2 separate regions of the Rattus norvegicus genome follow, and region 1 is linked to region 2. Evidence: chromatin contacts called from public Hi-C data. All regions are on one chromosome and are shown on one strand. The core of a region is the stretch at or near the end of the contact, and the rest is flanking DNA. Distances in the headings are between cores, read along the strand shown.

Region 1 (5,292 bases), core at 1,822-4,321, 390 kb after region 2:
TACAGAGTTGAGGTCTTCCTTCTTTCTCTAGAAACCTCTCAAAGTAAAAGATGAGTGGAATGTTTCCCCTAGTGCAGTGGTTCTCAACCTTCCTTAACACTGTGACCCTTTAATACAGTTCTTCATGTAGGGGTGACCCACCAATCATAAAATCTTCATTGCTACTTCATAACTGATTTTGCTACTGTTGTAAATCATACAAATATTTGTGTCGTTTGACCCACAAGTGGAGAAATGCTGCCCCAGAGTAAGGAAGGGCCCCTCCTTGAACAAAGAGTGCTCGAAGCCTCCTAAGTTGCTGTGTACCCATGCTGGCTCGCACCACATCTTACAAGTTCTTGCTTTTTTATCCTCAGTGAACGGCATGAGGCTCCAGCTTGTTCCTCCAGAACAAGATAAGGGTCTCCTCATCCTGCTGGGGTTTAACATGAAGTCACACAGGTAAATGCTTGTACAATAAGGCTCTCTTCTGAGTGTAATAAAACTCCTGTGTCCGAGGAAGGTTGACCTGTGACTCTCACCTTCTATCCGCTAGAACCTGTTCCAAATTCTCACTTCCACTCTCGGGGGAACATGGAACTTCAGGCCATGCCTATAATCTCACACACAACCAAGTAGTTTGATTCCTGACCACAGGGGCGTGACAGCTACAGGACCCTAATCACAGCTACCAATGCCTTCCCAGTTCCCCATCATGGCCCAAGCTCTTTCTTTATGTTGCCTCTTCATAGATTCTCTTCTGACATTCAACTTTGCTATCTGCCTGTCAAACTGTGGTCTGTGCTCTCAAGTCCTGCTGGGTTACTTACCATTTGGCTCAAACATGGACAGTTTTCCAGGACTCCATCACCTGCCTTATTCCCCTCAGCTTATTCTGACCCATTTCCTTGCAGTGGATACTTTACTGTCTGTGGTCAGAACAGGCTGAGGTTACCTCAGATGCATTAAATCCTTACTAAGAAGGGCTTAGCTTTGGGCGAAGGGCAACTCAGAAGTGGTGCCTAAAACTACAGACAACCCAATTGTAGTGTAAATGAGCTTCTCGTTATCTTGGAAAATAACGGCTAGACAAGAATATGAGCGTCCCACACATCACCATGAGAATCTCTCCTCTAACCTGGGAGTGGCTGATCCTCCTACTCCCTCTCCCACTCCCCACAGGCACCTCTCCTCTGCCCTTCCTTTATACATCTCCTGCCCATCTTCTGATATCCAGTCTGTAGCCAGTACTCCATGATTCTAGATGCTCGACCTCCCACAGCAGTGTTCACATTCTCCACTCAGTCTTTAGCACACAGACTTCCTTAGCATGTAGTCAGAAACCCGTCGTTCCTATCTTTTTCCTCAAAGTTCTTGAGGGCAGAGCTTGCTTCCTTCTTGGTAGTTGCTTGTTAAGAATGTAACTAACGGGGGTTGGAGATTTAGCTCAGTGGTAGAGCGCTTGCCTAGGAAGTGCAAGGCCCTGGGTTCGGTCCCCAGCTCCGAAAAAAAGAACCAAAAAAAAAAGAATGTAACTAACGCTTCAAGATTTCCAACGGATGGTTTTCTGTAATTAGCGGTACCCTACATGTATATATGCATGTGGAGACCTATTCCTCACATACAATTTAAAAAAAAGAAAAAGCCATCGCCACCAGCCTGGCACTCACTAAATAGGTGAGGCTGACTGCACAGTGAGCCCGGGGATTCTGTCTCTTTCCAGCTCCCTACCACAGAAAACAAGCACAAGCTACCAAGCTGGGCTTTTCCTCAGTACTTCAAGGACTGACCATAGGGATTGACTGGGGATTAAACTTGGGTCTTTGTGCACACGAGGCAAGCACCACACCAGCTGAGCTATCTCCCCTGCCTTCAATGCTACTCTTGGATTACTTCAACCTGAGCTATTCTGGCCTTGGTTGGGCATTCTGAAACGATAAACCTTCACTTGCCACCCGCCAAGGCCTTCTGAGAGGAGTACTCAGGAAGAGATACCATTTGACTGACACATGCTGAGGATAAAACAAAACATACCATTATTCTTATCTTAGGGCTGGATGAGAAGGGACTAAGTGGAGAGAGTCCTAATAGATAGACAGACAGACAGACACACACACACACGCACGCACGCACGCACATATGCATATAGTATTACCTAATCTAATCTCACTCGCCTTATTGATAGATATTTAGGATCAGAGCGACTTTTAGGACAGAGGTTGCTGAAACACCTCCCAGGAGAGCCCAGCTGGTCTGAAAATCACAGTCTTCCTGCTTCTGCCTTTCTATTATTGGAATCACAGGGCAGGCATCCACACCTGGCCTTCATGAGTCTTTCCTTTAAGGAATGTATGGATGTTTGCACCAAAAATAGTTCCCATACAGCAAGCTAGCCCAGCGCTAGAACTCGAGGAGGCTGCCACACCTTTCAAGGTAATGGACTGCGCCTTCTCTGACCGCAGACCCTTCCCCAAGCTTAGGCAGGCAAGATTGATTCAAGGCGGGCAGCCAGACGCAAGGATTCCAGCACAGTTTTGCGGATAGGCAGAACCCCAAGTAAGTCTCCAAGAATAAATGAGCAAGTCACAAGGAGCTGGGAGGCGGGGGTGGGGTGTGGGTGGGGGCAGACTGTGAACTTCGCTGCAGGCGACCTGTCACTCTTGCTGACAGCAAGAACCTTCTACCTTCAAGTTTTTAAAAAGGCGCCGCGCCCCAGACAGAGGGCTTGGCACCGGGGAGAAATGCGCTCCTGAGGTTGGAAAGGGAAAGGAAAAGGCTGGGGGTGGCCAGCGGCCTGGCGAGACACCTGTAGGGTGGACAACTTTGCTAGGCCCTGGGTGGTACGGGCTCTGGCTACCTGGCGTCGGGCTCCTCCTCCGACTCGGCCGCCGTCTCCTCCCCCTCGCCCTCCGACTCCTCCTCTGTCTCCGGCTCCTCTTCCTCCGCGCCCCATCCAAGTAAACCCTGGGCTGCGAGTCCGCTGTCGCTGCTCGCCATCGCGCCTGTCCTGGCCGGAGTCGGAGCTGCCCACGCCTCGCCCGGTGTTCTCCGTCTGACTGCACTTTGCCCGGCCCGCGCGGCTGCTTGGGTTCCCGGCGCGCGGGGTGGGGGCGCCCAAGCCTTTAAATAGAAGGCGTCAAGAAAGTTTCGCCACGGAGCTTTAGCCGCCCGGGCTCAGCTTCCCCTGGTTCCTGTCGCCTGCCAACTTCCCCGCCCGTTTTGGCAGACCTTCGGCGGCCTTTGGGGCCAGGGCGGAGAGTAGTGTTGAGGGCTGCCCAGGGGCGTCAAACGACCCACCAGCCCGGCCTTCCATCCAGTGACCTGGTGGTTCTTACACCTCGGGCTGGGCTGAGGGATGCTTCATGCCAAAGGCAGCGCTCGCCAGGGTCTTGTTTTCCCTTCTTCCTGAGAAGAGAACGTTAGGTGCAGGTTTGTAGATAGCTTAAGGCCCCAATGCCAGTATGGTGACAATGGAAACAAACCAGCAGCTCCTGAGGGGACCAAGATCTCATTGGATCAAGTAAAGCCAGTGCTTAACCTCTCAATCACTACTCTAGGACTAAAGCCCAAGATCCTCCTAGAGAATAAATCCTGACTAATCCACTTTTAGAAATCGGGTATTTACACTGTATCAAATGAATTCTTTCTGCCTGAAAGGCTCACCTGTTCACTTATTGGAGATCACTGCCTTTCTCTGAAACCTCCAGGTTTGAACTCACTGCTCCTCTCCAGGAACTCGAGCAGTCTTTTGAATGTGTTGATACCCAGGAGACTGTTTCTCTGTCACACCACCTAGTTCTTATAAGCTACGAATGTTTCTGAGAAGGCAGAGGCCTGTTCAGTACAAGGGTTAGAAAGTATTCTTTCCAGAGAAAGACGTTTGGCTAGATCTCCAAATCTTTACTCATTGCAGATTCTTAGAGTTGCTAAACAAAGTGGGAAATCAGAGTATTACTGTCCAGTTACTCCAGCTTGAATGCTGCACATTGGGTGTCCCAGGACACTCTTTGGTGTAGATCGGCAGCCACCTCGTTTACCAATTTTGCCAAGACCCTACTTCAACTACCTTTACGTTTAGAATTATATACAGAGTCCACACATTTAATACTAATATTTTTTTCTTTTTTGGTTCTTTTTTTCGGAGCTGGGAACCGAACCCAGGGCCTTGCGCTTCCTAGGTAAGCGCTCTACCACTGAGCTAAATCCCCAGCCCCTAATAATACTAATATTTTAACAGCACATACAAACAAAAACTGTGGCATTCACACAAAATTGAAATGGGAAAGACTTCCAAGTCTCCAGTTGGGGAAATAGGTCAATGGGTGGAGCACTTGCCTAGCAGACCCAGGCTTAGTTCAATCCCATCCGTGAAAATAAATTAAAAAAAAAAAAAAAAAAAAGCCTGTCTCACCATATATGAACAGCCCTCTTCCCTGATCCAACTGGACTGCCGCATGGTCTTAAGTGCTGGCTCCTTAGTTCCAGGATAAAATTCATCAGCTTTTTGGCCTATTTGTCACAACAGATCGGCTGTCACAACGTGGTGGCAATGCAGGAGCCCACGCTGTGGCAGAGTCTGAGGCTTTCTTAATGCCATAATGCTGAACAGCCATCCCCAAGGGACTATGACTTACAAACAGTACCTGGGGTCACGCTGAACTGTCATACTCAATACATTCTGAGAAAGCGCTGCATAGTGTGGAATAAATCTTAGAAATTTTTCCAAGAAAAAAATCATACAAAAAATTTTTACATCAAAAGTACTACAGATCAGTAATCTAAAAAACTGACCCATAGAGAAAGCTCTATTCCTAATTATGGCAGAGAAATAATGTGATTGGCGGCTAGCCATGGATGACTTCATCCCAGGGACTCTGGATTAAACAATCAAGGTTCAGATCGGTTAAGATAACCACAGCCTCAATCTCGGTACAAAACCAACGTTCACAGAAAGATAACGCCTCAGCAATTCCAGATATAAACTTTATTCCATTGACAGCATACGAAAATTTAAACTTAAAAAGAAAAAGGAAAATATGCACCCTTTGTAAGTCAAAGAGAAAGTTTTAGTTTTTTAATTGGTCTGCAAAAAATAGTTTAGTGGTACAAACTGTACCCCTGTAGGCCTACAAGAAGTTTGCAATCTTTGAAAAAGTTAAAACCGCCTTCAAGATTACTTTTTATATTTAACTGTACAATACAGGTATTGACCAATTTACAAGTATTTACATAAACTAACAACAATTTATTAAACAGCATAGCTTGATCTGAACTACTGCTTTCCTGTGGAAAAGAAATACTAAAAAAGATTTT
Region 2 (4,969 bases), core at 1,803-4,302:
AAACAAGCAGTCACTTCTGTTTGTGAAACACAGGCTAGTGCCTTGGGTGGGAGAAGGAAGGGTCTCCTGTTCTTATCAGGCAGAGGCAGAATGTCTTATGAGACCCTTTCTTTGCCTCCTTCTATGCTCTGATGCCCTGGGTGATACCCCAAGGTCTCTCCCCTATACCCTATAGCTTCCCTCACAGTGATGTCTCCTATACCCCAAGCGTCAGAAGCACTCAGGATAAATATTGGAATGGCTTCATATAGTGGGTGATCGTGTCTGCTTCAACTCCAGGGGCTGCTCATATCACATTGGATTTGTAGGATCTCTTAGAGAAAGAGAGCTAGAACTGACCTGAAAACTTCTTCCCTGCCCGTTAGCCTTCACGGTGTTATGCAGGCTTCTCAGGGGAAAAAAGCCACCTGTGGTTTTTCCAGTAGTGGCCCCGACATCCAAAATGTTCTCACTGGTGCAACGGGGTATGAAGGTTATGGGGTAAGCAACTGCTTTCGGATTGGATGTGAGGCACGCTCCGCAGGAGGAATTCACACCCAGTACAGTAAATCTGGTCAAAAGCCCATGGCTTAGGAGATGACAGGCTCTAGAGGAGACCTATGGTTGTTTTACTAAGTTGACGTGTTAAAAAACTGCCTTCTAAGTATTTATAGACTGCCACTGTTGTCAACCCTGACCAGGGAAACTTTGGCTAAAGTGGGCAATGGTTAGAGCAGAGGAGAGTCAATCCCTCAAAGTGCTGAGATTGGCAGTCCAAGTGCTCAGCTTTGAGTGAGATGCCTATATCAATTTCACCAAGGCTGAGGGAACACCGCAGAAGAGAGGATAGGAAGAAGGTAAGATCCGGAGAATGCTGCAAAGACTAAACCCAGACTCCCTAGATCTGATCAGCCAACACACTGGTCCGTAGATGACACTTTCATAGGCTTCAGTGATAAGAAATATTTCTCCAGAAGAAGATCTGGAACCTTCCTCACAGTGCCTGGTAAAAACACTAAGGGGTCCAGAGCAAGAGCATCCAGACAGTTACAGGCATAGCCTACAGGTGTCCCACAGAGTGGAAGAACGGGACAGCAGTGGAACTTTTAAAGGACCAGAGGGCTCAGAAACCACCTTCGTGTAAGCTGTAAAAGAGGGATGCTTGAAAGACAACCATTTCCAGCCATGGAGCTCCCTTCCCTGCCCAGGGATTTCAGAATTAAGAAAGGGCTGTGTTTCATTCAGGGTTTGAGAAGAGTTGTCAATCTTGTGGCTGCTCCACCAGCAGGCTCCCCCAGGAGTCAGCTGCAGTGAGGACGGGCTGGCTTCGGTTCCCCATTCACTGAGATCATTGAGACCTACCGCCTCCTTCTAGGTTCTACAGACGAGGAAGGCGGCCCAAAATCCACCATAGGTCCCATTCACCACTGTTAGACACTCTGAATACTGGAGCCATGGTAAAACCGGGATGGATGTTTACAATTTATGATTTATGACATTCTAGGGAATTATGGGAATGAAAAAATACATTGCTGAGCTGGAGATGAGGCTCAGCTGGTTAGAATGCCTAGAATTCAATACCTAGCAGGACCGAAACCAGATATGAAGGCCTTTAAGCCTAGTATGAAGAAGTGGGGGTGGGGGGCAGGAGGACCAGAGGCTCACGGCGATCTTTGGTCACACAGACAGTTCGGAGCCAGTCTGGTTTATATGAGAACCTGTCTAAAACCATGAAATAATAACAAGAAAGTAAGTTGTGGAACTTCTTTGGAATTAAATTGCAAGGCGATTTATAAAATTTCTGGGTATCTTGACTGGAAAGTATCCAGCTAGTACACAGCTGAGGGAAGCCTCTGCCCTGTACACACAGTGACTGGCACTACCTCCATTGTCACCTGACCCATCTACATCCCACTGTTCTTGTTACCTAAGAGGCAGCCACTCTTCCTCTATCGCCCAGCAAATGGTTACTGTATATTCTTCATGCCTGGTACTGTGGGATCTGAATACAATGACAAGATCCCATTTTCCTCCATTTGACTCACAGGACGCTAGAGGGAGCCAAATATGTAAGTTGTCTGTGGATGGTGGGGGGTGGGGGGAGACAGAATTGGTGAGGCGAGAGAAGGAACAAGGCAAATCTCATTCATGGGTCTCAGGTAGTCACATCCTCCCGAAGCCCCTGGGGCTGCCCTGGAGACTCCATTCCAAGAATGAGGAGGTTTTAGTGAGGCACTAAATTGGGTCAGCCCAGAAATGACCTTTTGTCCAATTGTCTGGTTCACACCTGTGCCTGGTGGCACACGCTACACACTCAGGAGAAAAAGAAGTAACAGAAATAACCCTGAGAGTCTATCAAAGATTCCTCAGGAAACAGCACACGCCATCAAAGCCCGAGCTCCCAGCAGAAACACCTGAGCATCATGGTTATTAGAAATAGTCTCTTCTTTATTTCGTATAAAAAGTTTTGAAGTATTTGGGTTGGTAAAAGAAAAGCCACGGTAATATAAAGAGAATTATAGGAAGTTTTAAACAAAAGATGTTGGTTTGGGCGTTTGAGAAGGCAGTTGTGAGATTGCTTCTTGGTTTAATTATCCAGGCGGTCAAAGGTCTGGATCTGGAACTCCTGGAAGTCCTCTGGTATGGTGTCTGCAACAAGAAGGGTGGTGGTTAGGGAGGCTCCTTCCACACTGGAATCACAGCCCACTGCAGGCCACACAGGCCTCCTGTAGGGGGCGCTGTCTGCTCGCCCAAGACTCTCACAGGCTTGCAGCCATTTTCTATTTCAGGTTGCTTTGTTGTACATTGTTGGCTTAAAGCCCAGCGGGGCTTATTCATAGGCCTAGGGAAAATTAGCAGGCAGAGTGCCTTTTCAGTCTGTGATTATGTTTGAGTCTGATGAAAAGAAAGGCTGCCTGTAAATTAAACTGACGGAATTTCTCGCCGAACCCCTAACTCTAAACCATGCAGTTAAATTCTATGGGTTTCAATTTTCAGATTTGGCATGTTAACAGGAAAGCCCGGCTCTGCCTTTCTCTTATGTTATGCAGGGAACATCAGGTTTTAGTGAGCACGTGGTGTGAGCTTCAGGCTTTGGGGAGGATGTGTGTTACAGAAATGAGATCCCGTCCTCTCCTGGCCATTCCCTGTACTGTCTAAGCGTGAAGGCTACCTACCGTTACAGCGGTACTTGAGGTTGGACCAGATGATGTTTTCCTGAGAGAAGCAGAACACGCCCAGTCGGCCTCCGCGCATGGTGGTGTCTATAGTGACCCCGGAGTCAGCCACCAACTCTGAGCCTTCATAAAACCGCACCCTACAGAGAGCACAGGTATCCACGGTGAGGACGTGAGGACGTGGCCCCACTGCTGACTACGTACTCACCTCTTTATTCAGGCGTATTGTTTTCCACTGACTCTAGCTGGTCCCTCCCCAGTGAGATTAGAAGCTCCCCAGGAGTGTCCTCGCCTCCCTAACTTGGTTTTTAATAGGCCCAGCATGGCGTCCAGTGCATAGTTCCTGGATAGGTACTTGCTGGTTCCAAGGGGGTGTTTTTGCTGTCTTCTGGTGTGGCTGTGCCCAAGCATTTCCTATTTGGTTGTAGAGCAATCGATTCTTAGTTCTCTGCACTTTTAGGTTCAGATTGACTTTTCTAAAATTATATACATAGAGAGGTCATATTTTCTGTGGTTTCATTTTGGGACAGAAAAGGTACATTGAGCTCAATCAGGTAAGAACATGGTCACCCCTGTGGGCAGAGTCAGATGACACAAGACCACGGAGAACAGAACGTGAATTAGCTCTCACCACCTTATTTTCACTAGATGCCTCAGCCCATCTGGTGCCTTCCTGCCCTGACTGGCAAACCGTAATCCATACCCCTGAACACACCACACAAGCGCTGGCAAGTCTAGGACCTGAACACTGACTGCATTTCAACAGGAGCACTTGATCAAACAAACTAACAACAGAAACAGTCCTACAGAGAAACAGAGGCCTTCACTCCAGTCGCAGGATGGACAGCTCATGCTGTACACACACTGGGGAACTCAAGCTGGGCTGTGTGATGAGCACTAGTTGAGGCCCAGACACTGAGGCTGCCCTTTTGGAACTTATGACCCAGGAGAGAAGACAGACTGCGAGGGGCTCTTCAGTCAGTGTGTTCTGCACATAAGGAGGGCTCCATGGGGCCGGGAGGAGTCTCGGGATGTCTGGGTACCATCTCTTCTCTGCTGATCCCCCCACCCCACCCCCGCCATCCCTTCCCCCATCAGCTCCTCTCTCACACTTCCCTAAGAGCACACCCAAGGCATGGCGGACTTGGCTCTGCAGCTTGGTCCTACTGTCTAGGGATCAGTTAAGCCTGGTGCCTTTGCCCCACCTGTCTTCTGGAAGTCCTGCCCCGAGGACTCTCAGAGATTGGAACTGCTCAGGGAAGGGGAGATTCTGGTTTGCAGAGTATACTGAGTGCTTCCCTCCCCACCCACAGCAGAAGGGCCCTCAGCCTACCTGATGTAGCCCACCTGGGGCCTATGCTGCAGGAACCAGCGGTAGGACACCTTGTCCTTCCAGCCCACATTCCTGGAGTCCTTCCACAGCAGCCTGACCTGGTCGCTGGTGTCCCCTGTGTGCCACAGGGAGTTTCGGAGATGTTCCCCTGGGCCAGTTTTAGACTTCACGGCCTGGACAAAGACATGAGGAAAGCGTTAGGTCAGGACATGAAGAGCCTCTGTGCTTCAGATGTCTGAGGTAAACATGGAGGTGAGTTCATGCTTACTGCAAGGCTACATAGTTTTGTGCTGGCAAAAGCATAAACCTTCAGTGTCATTTTTACTGAGCTGGCCCCAGCTCTGTGGAACTTAGCAGTGGTTGGTGGCGTTATGCTATTCACCGTACCTTTTTCCTGATATAAGTCTGTGGCTCTATTTGCCTACTGTGGGCTCCCAATAGATGTCACACAGAAGTGTGCTTTCTGTCTTAGTGGGAGTGA

What was found. Hi-C and Micro-C count contacts between places; a contact is called where the count stands out from the background.
Region 1: a contact with region 2 is called in a Hi-C map of psoas muscle, with 2.1 times the contacts expected there. The contact joins the promoter of Cmya5 here to the enhancer-like site in region 2.

The regions. Positions count from the first base shown.
Region 1 is chr2:26,110,202-26,115,493 of GRCr8, forward strand. Cmya5 (cardiomyopathy associated 5) reads right to left here and starts at 3,072. Exons shown (of 13, transcript XM_006231789.5): 1 at 2,837-3,072. The coding sequence starts at 2,976. It also overlaps a transcript of Tent2 not described here.
Region 2 is chr2:25,715,814-25,720,782 of GRCr8, forward strand. Thbs4 (thrombospondin 4) reads right to left here. Exons shown (of 22, transcript NM_017133.1): 20 at 4,489-4,661; 21 at 3,156-3,295; 22 at 2,406-2,628. The coding sequence ends at 2,567. Among named protein-coding and RNA genes, the nearest start is that of Thbs4, 42 kb to the right of the region's middle. Within about 2 kb of position 3,053, at least 16 of the 93 cell types and tissues checked have an H3K27ac peak or open chromatin away from gene starts, as enhancers often do.